3 separate regions of the Mus musculus genome follow, and all the other regions are linked to region 2. Evidence: chromatin contacts called from public HiChIP or PLAC-seq data. All regions are on one chromosome and are shown on one strand. Each heading gives the region's core, a stretch centred on a gene start, on an enhancer-like site or on the middle of the called end of the contact. The rest is flanking DNA. Distances are from core to core; before and after follow the strand shown.

Region 1 (4,946 bases), core at 824-3,323, 270 kb before region 2:
ACGTGCTTCAGCTCCTGCTCTGACCAGAGCTGTACCAGCTTCCTCAGCAGGCTCTGAAAACCCAGCCTTGAGTCTCCCACTGAAGCTCACTCTGCATTCAGACTCTCCTGCTAGTGCTTCCTTCACTCTAGGGACACAGAGCTAAGGACCAAATTCACCTCACTGAGACTTGTCTCAGCTCCCATGGGAGCAAAAAAGAAAAAGAAAGAAAGAAACCTCCAAGATGCCTAAACCCAAGGCTCAGAGCACGTGAGATCGGCCTGTCAGCCAGGCCTAGTCCTCAAAACTCAAGAGGGACTCACAGGAGTCACATATACACAACATGGCCATATCCTGGAGTCTTTCCTCAGAAGCATCAGGAACTGTAACAACCTGACTGCACAGGACCTAGTTCTCTGAACCGCTGAAATGCAAAGAGGAGCTTATGGCAGAAGACTCTAGAAAGATTCCTAAAAACAAAACAAACAATTGTTTTAAATGGAGCTGGGGAGATGGCTCTCGAAGAAACCCTGAGTTCAGTTCTCATTACTCACACCCATCAGGTGGCTCACAGCCGCTGTCACTAAGTTCTGGGGGATTTGCAGCCTCTGGCCTATAAGTGCACTTGTACTTATATGTACGTACACACTCACACATAAATTACAAATACAAATGTAAAAAGGAAGGCCCTCTGAGGGGTCAGAGCAGAAAGACCTTACAGATAACTTCTTTCCATCCCACACTGTCCAGCAAGCCACACAGCACAGTCATGGAGAAGAACCCAACGCTGCACCCAGCTGCCATACCTATGCATCAGGTGTGCCTGAGCCAAGCCAAACATTTCCTAGACTGTAGACTGTTTTGACTGATAATGGTAAAAGACAACACTCCCACTCCCCACCCCCCACCCCCCACCCCGCCCTGCACAATGCCTCAGGTAGATGGTATCAATTCCGACCCAAAGATCTGTGAAGATGTGTCCAAGTGCTAGCTTTTAGCTCTGGTTGCTCTCAGATAATGACAGCATTATCCCTGCTCCTCTCCTTTTTCACTTGCCCAATTTTCTTATATCCCCCAGAAAGAAGAGGGCTGTTTGGTTGGTTGTCCTCTCAGGAACAGCTGAGTGCTTCTGCTCCAGAGGAAGGAGACCCAGTCTGTATTTATAAGGCCTCTTTCTGGCTTCTAAGAATAGTTCCATAATTCCTTTATCTCCCTATGCCATTCACATTCATAGGGGGCTACTATGTTAGACAGAGTGGAGCTTAAGAGATGAGTAACTTGTGCCTTGGAGAAGTGCTTGAATTAGTAAGTAGACATGACAACTGAGCAAACAATGGACAGTGGAGGGACATACCAAGTGTTAGGCTTTTGTTCTTTGCCATTCATTTTCTTATCTTAAGCTCACTAACCCTGGGAGATGGGTCAAGTCATCAGCACCAGCATCAGATCATAAACCAATACTGATAAGCACCTACTATGTAGAAGACATCCCAAGCACCCAGGCACAGGAGTGAGGCCTGGCACTTCTCTCAGCATGCTCAAGACTCTGGGGAAAGAACAAAAGGAGAAGGTCCCCAGCACTCTCTGCTATGTGGAGAATGCAGTCATCCTGTTCCCTCTGCTTCTTGTTTCTTCTGTAGAGGGTAGACACTCTGCTAAGGGCTAACAGAAATTATCTTAATCCTCTAAACAACTTATTAGGTGGAAATCATTACTGTTAATATTTTACAATAAACAAAGGCTCAAAGATGTGATGGCCCCTTATCAACTATGCTGCTGGTAAAGGACAGAGCTGGGACTCCAAAAAAGGAGGGGGAAAAAGAGACAAGTAGGGCTGACTGTTCTATAGGGAACGCAGCACACTCCTCAATGCCCCAATGGTAGTGTGTGTGGATGGCCTAGACAGAAGTCCTAGAGGAATGTTCTTGAAGAGTCTTCTGAGTTCTGTAGCCAGATCGGTGCCACGAGGCTGAGTTCAGGAAGGGAGAAACCTGAGCCTTCAGTCTGCATCTCCAGCATCTGCCTCTTGGTCCTCCCTTTCTCAACTTCTGTTGTGTGCAAACAGGGAGGAACTGACAAATAGGAGACAGAGCTAGTATCTGTCACCAGGAAGCACTCTGCTTTCTGGGATTTTCCACAGGATCTGGGAGGTGATCTGCCTAAGATGACAAGGTAAATGGTGGCACCAGGCCAGATTCAGAGCACTCCAAGCAATGACTACTAGAGTCATCCATTCTTGTACCTCTGAACAGTTTCCTTCCTCAACTGCTACCAACCACTCAATCCCAGGTTTAGCCAAACTGTCTAGTTTGCCTGGAATCAGAGGTCTCTAGAACACACCACTGCCGGTGCCAAAATTGGAACAGGTACAGGTTACCTTACACCATTCAGCTGTCCGAGGGCAGAGTGAAATAATATAGCTGGTCTGGGGGCGGTGGGGAGGTTGGGAACTGGCCATAACTGACAACTAAGGACAAAAACCTCCAAATGTAGAATTTTCAAAGTATCCAGGTTCTTACCCTGCTATTCTCTCTCTCTCTCTCTCTCTCTCTCTCTCTCTCTCTCTCTCTCTCTCTCTCTCTCTCTCTCTCTCTCTCTCTGTAAAATACCAGCTGCAATTTTTCTCCCAGAAGGGAGAGAAAACAAAGGAAGCACCAAGCAAATATTCATTTGCTTTTTCCTACATAAGCGAGCTAGAACACAGGTTTTAAGATCATTTGATTTAAAACTGATCGACTAGGAGTCTCAGTGGGTCCCTTAATAAACATGACAAGACTGCAATGGTACTTCAAGTGGAAGTTCACCCCCAACTGTTGAAGATCACAGGAAATAAGCCTGTAGGGCTTGTTGTTAGGGTATGGAAACTTCCTTCAACTAAATTATCTGTAGACACTGGGTTATGCTCGAAGACAGTAAGACAACAACAGAAGTCAGTAGCAGAAAGGGCTCAGCAGGCCACTGGGACTGGCAGCAAGGGGGACTACTGACAGTAGTGGTCTATCCCATTTTCCCAAAGCACACGTTCTTCTCACCCTGCGCTAATGTTTCTGTGATCCCATCTGAAATGGGAGACTGAGAAGGTCACTTTCAGATCTGCCTAAGTGAATCTAAGAAAAGCAAACAGATATTTCCTCAACTTAGAGATAATAACAAGTAATCTAGCCCTTCCTTCTATCCCCTGTACGAAAGGATTTGGTCGAAATCCAGAGGCAACCTAACCACAAACAGCAAACATGTAGGGCTTATCCAATGCCTATTAGATCTGGATATAATCTGATACAGCAGTAACCCTTTCTGGGGTGAGTGGGGCGCCTCCTGCTCATCGGGAGGAGTGAGGATGCACCGGGCAGGATTTGCCTAGCAGTGTCTTTGGGGGGGGGGGCATTTTATGCACAAGGAGCTTATTTCTTAAACAAACACTCGTGGTTTTGATTTACACCACAGCCTGCTCCTAAATAATTTATGGCGGGTTAAATTTATTGCCGAGCCCTGGCTGGCTGCAAATTCGAATTGCCAAATAATTAGATTTTAGGGCAAAGCTTATAAATTACCCGTCGATTTGTCCGGACTTGTTTGTCAGTTGCTTTGTGCTTCGGGTCATCTTTGGCATTTGGCTGTTTGGGTTTTAATTGCTGATTTACACTTTGACAGATGAGAGCTGATGCTCGAAGTTTCAGGACAAGCAACGGGGGGAAAACCCAGAGCTTTAAAAGGCTGATTTTTCACCTATAAGTTCCCCTCCACCCACCTCCACAGACCCCCACAAAGGCATTAAAATGTAAAAAAAAGGCAGAAAGTAGACAGTGTTATTCTTTAAGGTCTGGGAGTATAGTCTGAGTTATAATTTACCTTTACTAAAATCTGAAATTAAAAAAAAAAAAGAACCTATGTATCAGTTAAGTGAAGGAATCAAAAGCGTTAAAACCGTATCCTCACCCTGGCATACATGTAACATTGTCTCTCTACATGTGCACATGATTCAATTTGAATATTTTTCCATGTTCTGAGTAACTTCAACTATCAGGGATCTGTGAAGCTAACCTTTAGGACAGCAAACAATTCAATCATTTCTTTGTGGTTATCTAATACATACATAAATCTGTATTGTAATCATATAATTAATAAAAACAAATCTCTGGTTATGCAAGGGAAGAGTTCCTTGAGTTAGTTTTAAGTTTGTCATGGTAGTAAAACAGGGTAGAAATCTTGACTTAGCATTCCAGTACAGCAAGGGCATGGGTGGGGTTAACAAATCTCTCTAGGTAGCACCATGTATCTGTCTCAAGAGTCTGCACAAAACCAGAGAAGTAAGGCTGGCCTCCCAGTCAGCTGCTATACTCCAACACCTTCCTATACAACCATGGGTCAGAGGTACTAATTCTACTAAGTGCTGTCATGTACAGCTACATGCTAGGCACTGTCTGAAGCACGGACATGTATTTTTAGTTCACTGTATCCTCCTATAAAGTCAGAACTATTACTAATGGCACTTTGCCAATAAGGCAACTGAAGTACAAGGGGTATAAGCCACGTTAGCCAGGGTCACACTATTCATACTTGGTAGAGAAAAAAACTCAGCTCTGAACAGTCCAGTTCTGATACGCTCGGTCACTATGCTATCTATCTTGTCCTGGACAGAATAGCCTCTGCCTCAGCTCTCTTTACTCTAGAGGCCCAGAGCCTTCACCTTGGGGCTTGGACACATACAGGCAAGTCCTGTTCAGTTAGTCTTGGGACAAACGGGGGAAAGTCACGTGACTTACTCAGAATTACAAGGTAGAGTTTGGTTACACAAAGACTCATTTTTTCCAACAATTATAGATTGCCCTGAAGACACATTAGCTGGGGTGAAGGAATAAAGGATAGCAGGGTGAAGAAATGAGGCAGACGCAGGCCCACTCAGGTAATTGGGCAGGAGCCCAGAGAAGGTGTCTGGGCTAGGCCTCAGGAGACTGTGCTCAGTGATC
Region 2 (4,726 bases), core at 2,049-4,548:
AAGAAAGCAGTAGCGTTGTTTGACAGCCAAGCCCCGCTCTGCCCCATCTGCCAAGTCCTGCTGAGGCCCAGCGAGTTGCAGGAACATATGGAGCAGGAACTGGAACAGCTGGCCCAGCTGCCTGCCAGGTAAGCCATCTACAGGGAGCCTTCCTGCCTGCGGGGGAGTCCACTGGCTCCGCTAGTGGCTAGGTCTCATGGGAGACCCTGGGGAAGAAACCAGTCCCCTGTGGCAGTTCTGGGTTTTCCAGTGACGGTTCTCACTTTATTTGGGGGGACTTTGTGGGGGTGGGGAAGTGAATCCTCAGGCTCCAGCCTCAGAATAAGAGAAGCTGAACAGGGGGGAGCCAGCCACTATCCTAAGCCCAGAACCTTGACCTTGGGGCTGGATAGAAGCAGGTACAGGGCCTGGCAGCTCTACCAGAGGCCCAACCCAGACCTCTTATTCAAGGGGAGAAAGCAGCACCTTCTTTATTAACCTCAAGGGCTGAGAGGGAATGATCTTGGGAATGCTCTCAAGTGTGTTTCTACCCTAGCTCATCCCAGCCCTCCTCTCTCCTAGCCTGAGGTGAACTCTCTCTAGATCCTTGGGGAGGAGCCGGATTATTCAGAGGAGAGACGTCACTAATTACCTCTAGTCTGAGCAGTACGAAGCAACTGTTCCATTTTGTTCCACAATCTTTGGGGTCAGGAATCCCAGCAGGGCACCGAGGGGTCGGCTGTGCCTGTTCCAGATGTTGGATGCTCAGCTGGGAGCTGGGACCATCTAGAGGCTCTTCCCTCACACGTCTGGTGATAGCTGCTGGCTGTCAGCTAGACCTCACTGCAGATGGGACTGGGTCTAAAGCATCTGCATGTTTTCTTTCCGTGGCCTGGGCCTCCTCATCACTTGGTAGTCTTGGGGTACTTTGATTTCTCACGTGGCAGCTTAGGTCTCCAAAACAAAATGTTCTAGTCAACAAGATGGAACACTGAGGGGAGTGTGCAGCTAAAGATCAAAGAGTCTTTCTCTACCGCTGAGCTCCAGCCTGGCCTTAGAAGTCACTTAGTGTCACTTGTAGTACTCCATTGATCGAGGCATTGTGAACCCACTCAGATTCTAGGTGAGACAACCTGTATCCCTTTTGATGGGACAAGTGGCTAGATGGCATTCTAAGAGAGCACGTGGGATAGAGACAGGGCATTACCATTCTTAGAAACCACCACATGCCCCACAGAGAACAGCCCTCCATTCCTACCTATTGCTCATTTCAAGTCACCAGACCTGACTCGATTCAATGCACCATGGTCCCAAAATGTCCTCTGTCCTGGAAAACTCGGTGTAAGAAAGGATTGGGGGTGGATGAGGATAGAGACTGCTACACCAGAGGTGTGTGAGGCCCCAAACCCATGAGAGCAAAGGCGGCTTCCTAAGGGAGGGGTTTTGAAGGAAGTACTAGTCACCTATTGGCAAATCACCCCAAAACTTAATGGCTTAAGACATGTATTGGGGTCAGTGAGAAGACTTAGCAGGTAAGGCCTTAGCCACACCAGCTGTAGGACCTCAGCTTCACCCCCAGTACCCAGAGAAAGGTGGAAGGAGGAGTTGCCTTCTGACCTACACACGTACACACACAATGAAAAAAAAAAAAAACCTGTCTATTTCTATGGGTCACCAGTTCCAGAACAACACAGCTATGATATCTTGAGGAGCTGTGGCTTCTAGCTCTGCTTCTCTCCTGAGGCTAGAGAGAAGAATGTCACCAAAGGCTGCAGTCATCCGATGTCTGACGGGACTGCAGGGTGTTTCTAGATCGCTTGCTTCCATGAGCTGTAAGCAGGAAACCTGAGCTTTGGAGAAACCTGAGTTTCTCCAAAGGCAGCTGTGATTCCCCAAGTCAGTCTGACTGCCCACAGCGTGTGACCCGAGAAAGAGACCTGGGGAAGCCACAGTACCTTCCCCTAAAGTCTACACACTAGCTCTACTACTCTAAACGCTGCTAGGCCCAGGTCGATGCTGGGTGTGGCAGTGCATACCTGCAATTCCAGAGGCAGAGGCAGGAAGACCTGGAACTAGAGGTCAGCCTGCGCTGCGGAGTGAGCTACATAGTGAGACCAGATCTTTAGATAGGAAGAAAGGAAGGCAGAGAGGAAAAGAGGCAGGAAGAACCGGTTAGAGAGAGGGACAGAGGAGTGAGGGAGGAAGGAAGGAAGGAAGGAAGGAAGGGAGGGAGGGAGGGAGGGAGGGAGGAAATCACCGAGCATAGCTCATACTCCTATAGTTTTGGTTGTGAGCCTAGCCTTCATTAGCTGACCCATCTTTCCAATCCAGCCCAGCCCATACTCAAGGGAGGAGAATTATGCTCTAAAAGCTCTCATTCTTAAAGACAAGAGTATCCAAAGAACCTGTGGGCACACTTTAAAAGCCCCACAGAAGCTATAGTATGGTAATAATAATGAACTGCATGGAAATTCACTATCTCACAAGAGCTATTCTTCACATAGCTATGTGATGGTCATGCACTGCTTAATGATGGATGTATGTGCTAAGAAATGCATCCTTAGACATTTTTTGATCATGTGAGTACCATAGAGTGTACTTAAACTACACTGCCACTAGGCAATGTAACCTCACGGGACAACTTTCAGATATGTAGCCAGCCCGTTGCTAATTGTGATGTGTGACTATAGCTATAACTCCCATTTTATAGATGAGGAAACCGAGGCACAGCCACGTTAAGTGACTTCTCTAAGGTTGCCCACTTGGCAATAAACATAAGGTTTGTCTCTAGCAGTTTTGACACCAGCGCTCTGCTCTTCGCCTCCCCTCCCCCATCACTTACACACCGTGGGGGATTGACCTGTCAGGGGCAGAAAGTGAAAGAAACAGCTTGCAGGCTGTACCAGGATTTCTGGGTAATTTGCTTCCAATGAAGAGAACCTCAACCAAGAACAGAAAACGCAGGGACTTGCGGAGCGCATTTGGGCACTGTGCCTGCCCCGCTGAAATGTTCTTTTTGCCTCCTGGGCAAGGACCCCCGCCCCAGCCCGCACCACCCAGGCCATCTCCCTCGCCTTTTCCGTTCTATCCCTGCTCGTGACCCTGCATAAATCCCTCATCATCCACGTTTCTCAGAGCACCCACACCTCGCGGCTGTGGGCTCACGTCCGGGCCTATTCCTGCACCCCCTAATGCCCACGCCGCCCTCAGCACGTGCACGCCCTGCGCCCCTGGCACGCCCTCCTCCCCACCGGGTGTCTGACAGCCGGACAGCGGGATCTGCACAGCAAGTGAAATTCCCGTCGGATCGATAAAGCCGAAGCGCTGGCGGCGACGGGTCGATGGTTTTATCTGTCTCGGCCCCGCCGCGCCCGGCGCGCTGACAGTCGGACCGGCCGGCAAAGGCGTTCAAGGGCAGCCGCACCCGCCGCCCCCTCCCCACGCGCGCCCCCTCCCCGCGGCCACTGCGGCCACCGGACTGCGGGCTGGACCGGCCCCGCCGCCGCCCCTGTGATTTATCTGGATTTTTAATTGGAAAAAATTTGCGAATTAATTGATTTCAGGAACTTGCCAATTAACATTGTAATTGGGTGCGTGATAAATTCCCAAGGAGCGTGTCAGCTCCCTCCGGGCTGACGGGCAGCGTGAGCGAGGGTCCCCAGCCTGGTTGCCCTTGCCCCGCCCGGTGCTGGCTCTGGGATGAGCCCGAGGATGGGCAAAGAAGGTTGGGGAAAGACGGAAGCACCTGAGCTCCTGCGCTCCATCCACCCCACCCACATTCCTTCTTCCCACCATCAGTATCCTGAACAGAAGGACGAGTTCACCGATGAGGAAACTGAGGTCGCCCCTTCACCACCCAGGCAAGAGCCCGAAAGTGAGCCTCCTGGATTGGTGACCTGTGACCAAGTCCCCTCCTCCCCAGCTCTCCAGCCCTCTGCTTCCTCCAGGCCGAATTCCTGGCTCCTCTCCCTTTGTTTTCTGTGCTGGCTCCTCCCCTCGTCTCTCAACCTGCCCCAATACCCCTTATCACCCTGCCCTTGCCTCTTTTGCCCTCCCTCTCTTGTCCGCTCCTCAGCCTCGCTCGCCCTGAGCCCTTGGGTGCTGCTGCCAGGCTAGCCTCCCAGGTGGTTCTACTTCTGGAACTTTCTAGATGGAGTTCTTCAACCTTCTGCCTCTAACTGCCCAACAACCTAGGCGGGTCCTGTGTGTGCTATTGCTGTACACCTGGGGGCTCACAAAAGAAGCAAGGACCTTACAGCTCCTACGCAAAGGAGGCTGGGTTTTCACAAACACAGGCTTGACACACATGTATACAGTGCACAAACACTCCATTCCCACACAGCTCAGTGTACACACACACACACACACACACACACCCTGAAAGAAGCCACCTTCCCAGAGGTGAACATTCCCAGGTACCAAGAGCAGCCACATGCCCACAGGAAAAGCAGAGTTCTCAGCAGCTCAACGGGATCCTTTCCCAAGTTCCTGCCACAGCCCTCCTACACCTCACCTGAGTCTGTCTCTCCCCTCCTAGAACCTTACTGAACAAGGGCTCCTTAAATCCAAGGGCTTGGCTACTCAGAACAAAGCATAACTCTGAGTCAAACACAGAGTCAGAAGGGCCTTCCTCCCATGCAAGGACAGCCACTGAAAGTGGGGGATGCAGAAGAGTGGATTAAGACGAAGGAGAAGCCAAAGGACTTACCTAGGGTGCTTACTAGGAGAGAACTGGGATTTGAATGGT
Region 3 (4,300 bases), core at 524-3,023, 500 kb before region 2:
GTGGGAGGCTTGCTGGAGAAATCGAGGGCTTCAAATGTGCTAGGCAGGTGCTTAATCACTACGTTACAAACCCAGCCCCCTATGCAAAACAACATTTTTTGAGACAGGGTTTGCTCTACATAGCTCCGGTTGGTCTGGAAATTTAGGCCATGCTAGCTTCAAACTTACAACAATCCTTCTGAATGCTGGGACTACAAGCATGTGCCATGTACCTGATTTGTTCATTCATGTGTGTGTGTGTGTATCTGTTTTATACACACACATACACATACATATATGTGTGTGTGTGTGTGTGTGTGTGTGTATAGTGCTCTTTGTCTACATGCATGTATTCACGTGCATGCCTGATGTCTGCCTGCAGAGGTCAGAAGATGGTCTTGGATCCCCTGGAACTGGACTTACAGAAGGTGAGCCACCATTTAGGTTCTGAGCACAGAACAAGTGACCTTAACTACTGAGTCCAGCACCCCGACTCAAATTTTTTATTCACTATTTTTAGAATTCTAATGTAAAACAGAAGTTGAAAAAAAATCTTATTTTTTTTGTCAAGCCTAACTATTTATGTCAGACATATCTTATTTTATAGAATACGTCTATCTATATATGCACAAACCTCCAAATTTAAAAATGAGAACATTCTGTTTCCAGCCCCTTACAAATTCTCTTTTTCTTTCTTTCTCCACCATCCTCGTGTGTGAGTTGACTCTATCCTTGCCATGATTTCTCTCAAGAATTCCAGGACCAGGGCAGGCATGTGAGGTTCTGTAATTTCAGCACTGGGAGGTAGAGGCGAGAGGATCAGGACTTCAGAGTCATCCTGGGCTACATTGTGAATTTGAGGCTAGCCTGGGGTATATGAGGTTGTGTCACACAAATAAAAAAAATTTTCAATAAGGAAAAAAAAAGAGAACTTTGGATCAAGCAATTCCTGACCAATACGCAAACACGAAATTGCTTCATTCCCCAAAGGATTCGTATAAGAACTGATAGAATCAGAGTCAGATTCAGAGGGGACCCTGGAGCAGAACCCACCACCCAGCTGGAGCTGCAAGAAACTCCATGTGAGATGGCAAAAATATTTACACAAGGCATCTGTCACTCTAAGCCAAACATGTCTCCATGGATAACAGACACGTTGTCCCAGGTGTATCTCATCAGAAGGCAGGGAAAAGTTTCAGAGCAGCCCTGCTCCACCCAGACAGCTCTGGAACAACTCAAGTGCCTGTCAGCGATAGAGTGGGCAGGTTTTTAAAAAACATTTATTGTCTGTTTGTTTCCTTGCTTATTTATGTATTTTGTGTGTAGGTCAGAGGACAATTTGCAGGAATCATTTCTTTCTTTCCACCTTGGAACTCCCTGGGAGCAAACTCAAGTCACCAGGCTTGGAGACAGGCACCTTTGCCAGATGAGTCATCTCAATGCCCCTTGCATTCATTCATTCATTCTTTTATGTGTATTAGAATTTTGCCTGCACGTATGTCTGTACACCACTTGCATACCTGGTGCCCTCAGAGACCAGAAGAGGGAGTCATATTCCTTGGAACTGAAACTACAGATGGTTCTTAGCCACTATGGAGGTGCTGGGAATGAAACTTGGAGCCTCTGGAAGAACATTTAGTGTGTATAACCCCCAAGCCATCTCTCCAGTCCTCTTTCAAATTTTTAATTAAATTATATCTGTGGTACTAGAGATGGAACGGAGGGCCTCGTGCCTGTGAACAGGCAGCCTAGCTCAGGTTGGCAGTCTCCCAAGGTCAAGTATACTCTGAGGCTTTGGCTCTGAAACAGAACGGGTGGGGCTGGGTGGGGCTCTGTGGGAAGAGTGCTTATCTAGTATTCTAGCTTGGTTTTCTGTTCCTGAGATAAACAGCTTGGGGGAAGAAGGGATTTCAAAGCTGGAACCCGGAAGCAGGGGGCTGAGTAAAACCTTGAAGGCCACTGCATTCTGGCCTTCTTCCTCTGGCATGGTTAGATACCCAACTCCCATTCCCAGGCAGTTGGATGTGGCGGTTAAGACAGGTGTCACTATGTACCCCTAGCTGGCCTGGAACTTTCTGTATAGATCAAGCTGGCCTCAAACCCACAGAGATCCTGCCTCTGCCCCCAAGTACTGGATTAAGCATGTGGGTCACCACCGCAGCACAACTACCTCCCTTACACAGACCAGGCCCACCTGTCTAGGGATAGCACTGCCCATAGTGGACTGGGCCCTCTTGCATAACTAGCAATCAAGAAAATGCCCCACAGACATGTCCACAAGACAATCTGATAGAGGCAATTCCTCAAAGGAGGGTCCCTCTTCCCCCTTGTGCCACATTGAGAAACAAGACTGGCCATCACACTTAGCACGCACAAAGCCCTGCATAAAACCAGGCATGGTGGCAAATATGCACACTCAGCCCACCCGAGTCACAGCAGGGGGGGATCAAGAATTCAAGGCCGTCCTCTGTTACTTAAGGTCCGAGGCAGCCCTGGTCACTGGATATCCTATCTCAAAACCATGAAAGCTACAAACGAAAAGATAAGAGAGAAATGCTATCTTTTGTTTCTACATACTCTGTACTTTGAATGGAAAGATCCCGCCTTTAATCCCAGCACTTGGGAGGCAGAGTTCTCAGAACTCCCAGAACTCAAATCTCTGAGTTCAAGGCCAGCCTGGTCTACAGAGTGAGTTCCAGGATAGCCAGGGATAACCAGGGAGAAACCTTGTCTCAAAATAACTAACTAACTAACTAAATAAATAAATAAATGAAAGAAAGAAGTGAAGACACTAAAAAGTGGCACTACCAGGCACAGGAGAGAGCCTGCTAGAATGCTGGGATTGTTCCTATCTGGATCCGGGTGACGGCAGGACTGACTTGTATGTTTAATTGCATTTAAATTATGCCCTAATAAAAATTTTTTTTAGAAAACCAAAAACCTCGAACAGTTGGCAATTATTCAGAGTAATGTCAGTGACAGCTGCCAATTATGCTGACTGATGTCTTTAGGGACAGCCCTGTCTTTTTCCGATGTTCACTTGACACTGCAGTGTCCTCATGGAAATACCATTGTCCTGGTTTCCTTTCTGTTGCTGAGATGAAAACACTCTGGCTGAAAGCAGCTTAGAAGAGGAAAGCATTTATTTGGCTTACATGTCCCATCACAGTCCACCATAGAGGGAAGTTGGGACAGAAATTATAGAGGGAACTCAAAGCAAAGGCCAGGGGGATGCTATTTGCAGGTCCAGCCACTCTCAAGCTCGTGGGCTAGCTCTCCTATGCATCCTAGTACCACCTGCTTAGGAACGGTGCCACCCACAGTGGGCCAGGCCCTATTGCATCAATTAATATCAATTTAACCCCAACCAGCCAATCTGATCTAGATAATCCTTAAACCAAGGGTTTCCTCTTGGATGACTCTAGGCTGTGCCAAATTGACAGTTAAAGCTCATTAGGACAACACATTTTCCTCTAAAAAATTTTAACCCGGGGGGCTGGAGCTCAGTGGTTAAGAGCACTGACTGCTCTTCCAGAGGACCTGAGTTTGATTCTCAGCACCCACGTGGTGGCTAGGAACTGTCTGTAACTCCAGTTCCAGGAGCGCGAACTCCTAGTCTTCATAAGCACTGCACACATGTGGTACATAGATACCTGTGCGGGCAAAACACTGCATACATAAAATAAACATCAAAAAATCAAAACATTAAGCCAAAATTTTATAGAATCATATATATGATTAGTCCATAAGTGCAATGGTGTATATATATATATTATATGTATATGGCTAGATAGCCCCAAAAGTTATAAAGTAAAACTGATGAAGAGGAAAGCAGTTGGAGAGTAGGTAGGGATGGGCATCTTATCTTTAATCGCAGCACTCAGGAGGCAGAGGCAGGAGGGTTTCTGAATCTGAGGCCAACATTATCTGTATTAGAGAGATCCTGTTTTTTTGTTTTTTTAGCTTGATTTTTAAAAAAGAATTATTTACATTATGTATATGAGTATTGTAGCTGTCGTCAGACACACCAGAAGAGGGCATCAGAGCCCATTACAGATGGTTGTGAGCCACCATGTCTTTGCTGGGAATTGAACTCAGGACCTCTGGCAGAGCAGTCAGTGCTCTTAACCACTGAGCCACCTTTCCAGCACCTTGATATTTTTAAAAATTGGATATTTTCTTTATTTACATTTCAAATGTTTTCCCCTTTTCAGGTCTTACCTTCAGAAACCCCTTATCCCTTCCCCTTTCCCTCTGCCTCTCTGAGGGTGCTCCCCCCACCCACCCACTCCGGTCTTCCCACCCTGGTATTCCCCTACAC

What was found. HiChIP or PLAC-seq counts read pairs in DNA pulled down with a chosen protein or histone mark.
Region 1: a contact with region 2 is called in an H3K27ac HiChIP or PLAC-seq map of extraembryonic endoderm stem cells. The contact joins two enhancer-like sites. A contact is called at or near these places in 6 of 39 promoter capture datasets (the 3T3-L1 cell line, the C10 cell line, the HPC-7 cell line and 3 more), 13 of 115 datasets of contacts at active chromatin or transcription factors (bone marrow-derived macrophages, craniofacial prominence, embryonic basal ganglia and 7 more) and 3 of 9 other capture datasets (adipose tissue, liver and pancreatic islet).
Region 3: an H3K27ac HiChIP or PLAC-seq map of extraembryonic endoderm stem cells shows a contact between it and region 2, with 10 times the contacts expected there. The contact joins two enhancer-like sites. A contact is called at or near these places in 1 of 39 promoter capture datasets (cranial neural crest) and 3 of 115 datasets of contacts at active chromatin or transcription factors (embryonic stem cells, extraembryonic endoderm stem cells and stem cell-derived neural progenitor cells).

What each region holds. Positions count from the first base shown.
Region 1 is chr4:117,575,003-117,579,948 of GRCm38.p6, reverse strand. The region is part of intron 3 of Eri3 (exoribonuclease 3); the gene reads right to left. Among named protein-coding and RNA genes, the nearest start is that of Eri3, 27 kb to the right of the region's middle. Within about 2 kb of position 2,073, at least 11 of the 459 cell types and tissues checked have an H3K27ac peak or open chromatin away from gene starts, as enhancers often do. A contact at or near this core is called in extraembryonic endoderm stem cells, where this site is marked.
Region 2 is chr4:117,302,948-117,307,673 of GRCm38.p6, reverse strand. Rnf220 (ring finger protein 220) reads left to right here. Exons shown (of 15, transcript NM_025739.3): 3 at 1-128. It overlaps Gm12843 (a long non-coding RNA gene), which reads right to left. Exons shown (of 4, transcript XR_003955258.1): 4 at 2,285-4,726. Among named protein-coding and RNA genes, the nearest start is that of Gm40231, 14 kb to the left of the region's middle. Within about 2 kb of position 3,298, at least 31 of the 459 cell types and tissues checked have an H3K27ac peak or open chromatin away from gene starts, as enhancers often do. A contact at or near this core is called in extraembryonic endoderm stem cells, where this site is marked.
Region 3 is chr4:117,804,719-117,809,018 of GRCm38.p6, reverse strand. No RefSeq gene overlaps it. Among named protein-coding and RNA genes, the nearest start is that of Gm40232, 20 kb to the right of the region's middle. Within about 2 kb of position 1,773, at least 19 of the 459 cell types and tissues checked have an H3K27ac peak or open chromatin away from gene starts, as enhancers often do. A contact at or near this core is called in extraembryonic endoderm stem cells, where this site is marked.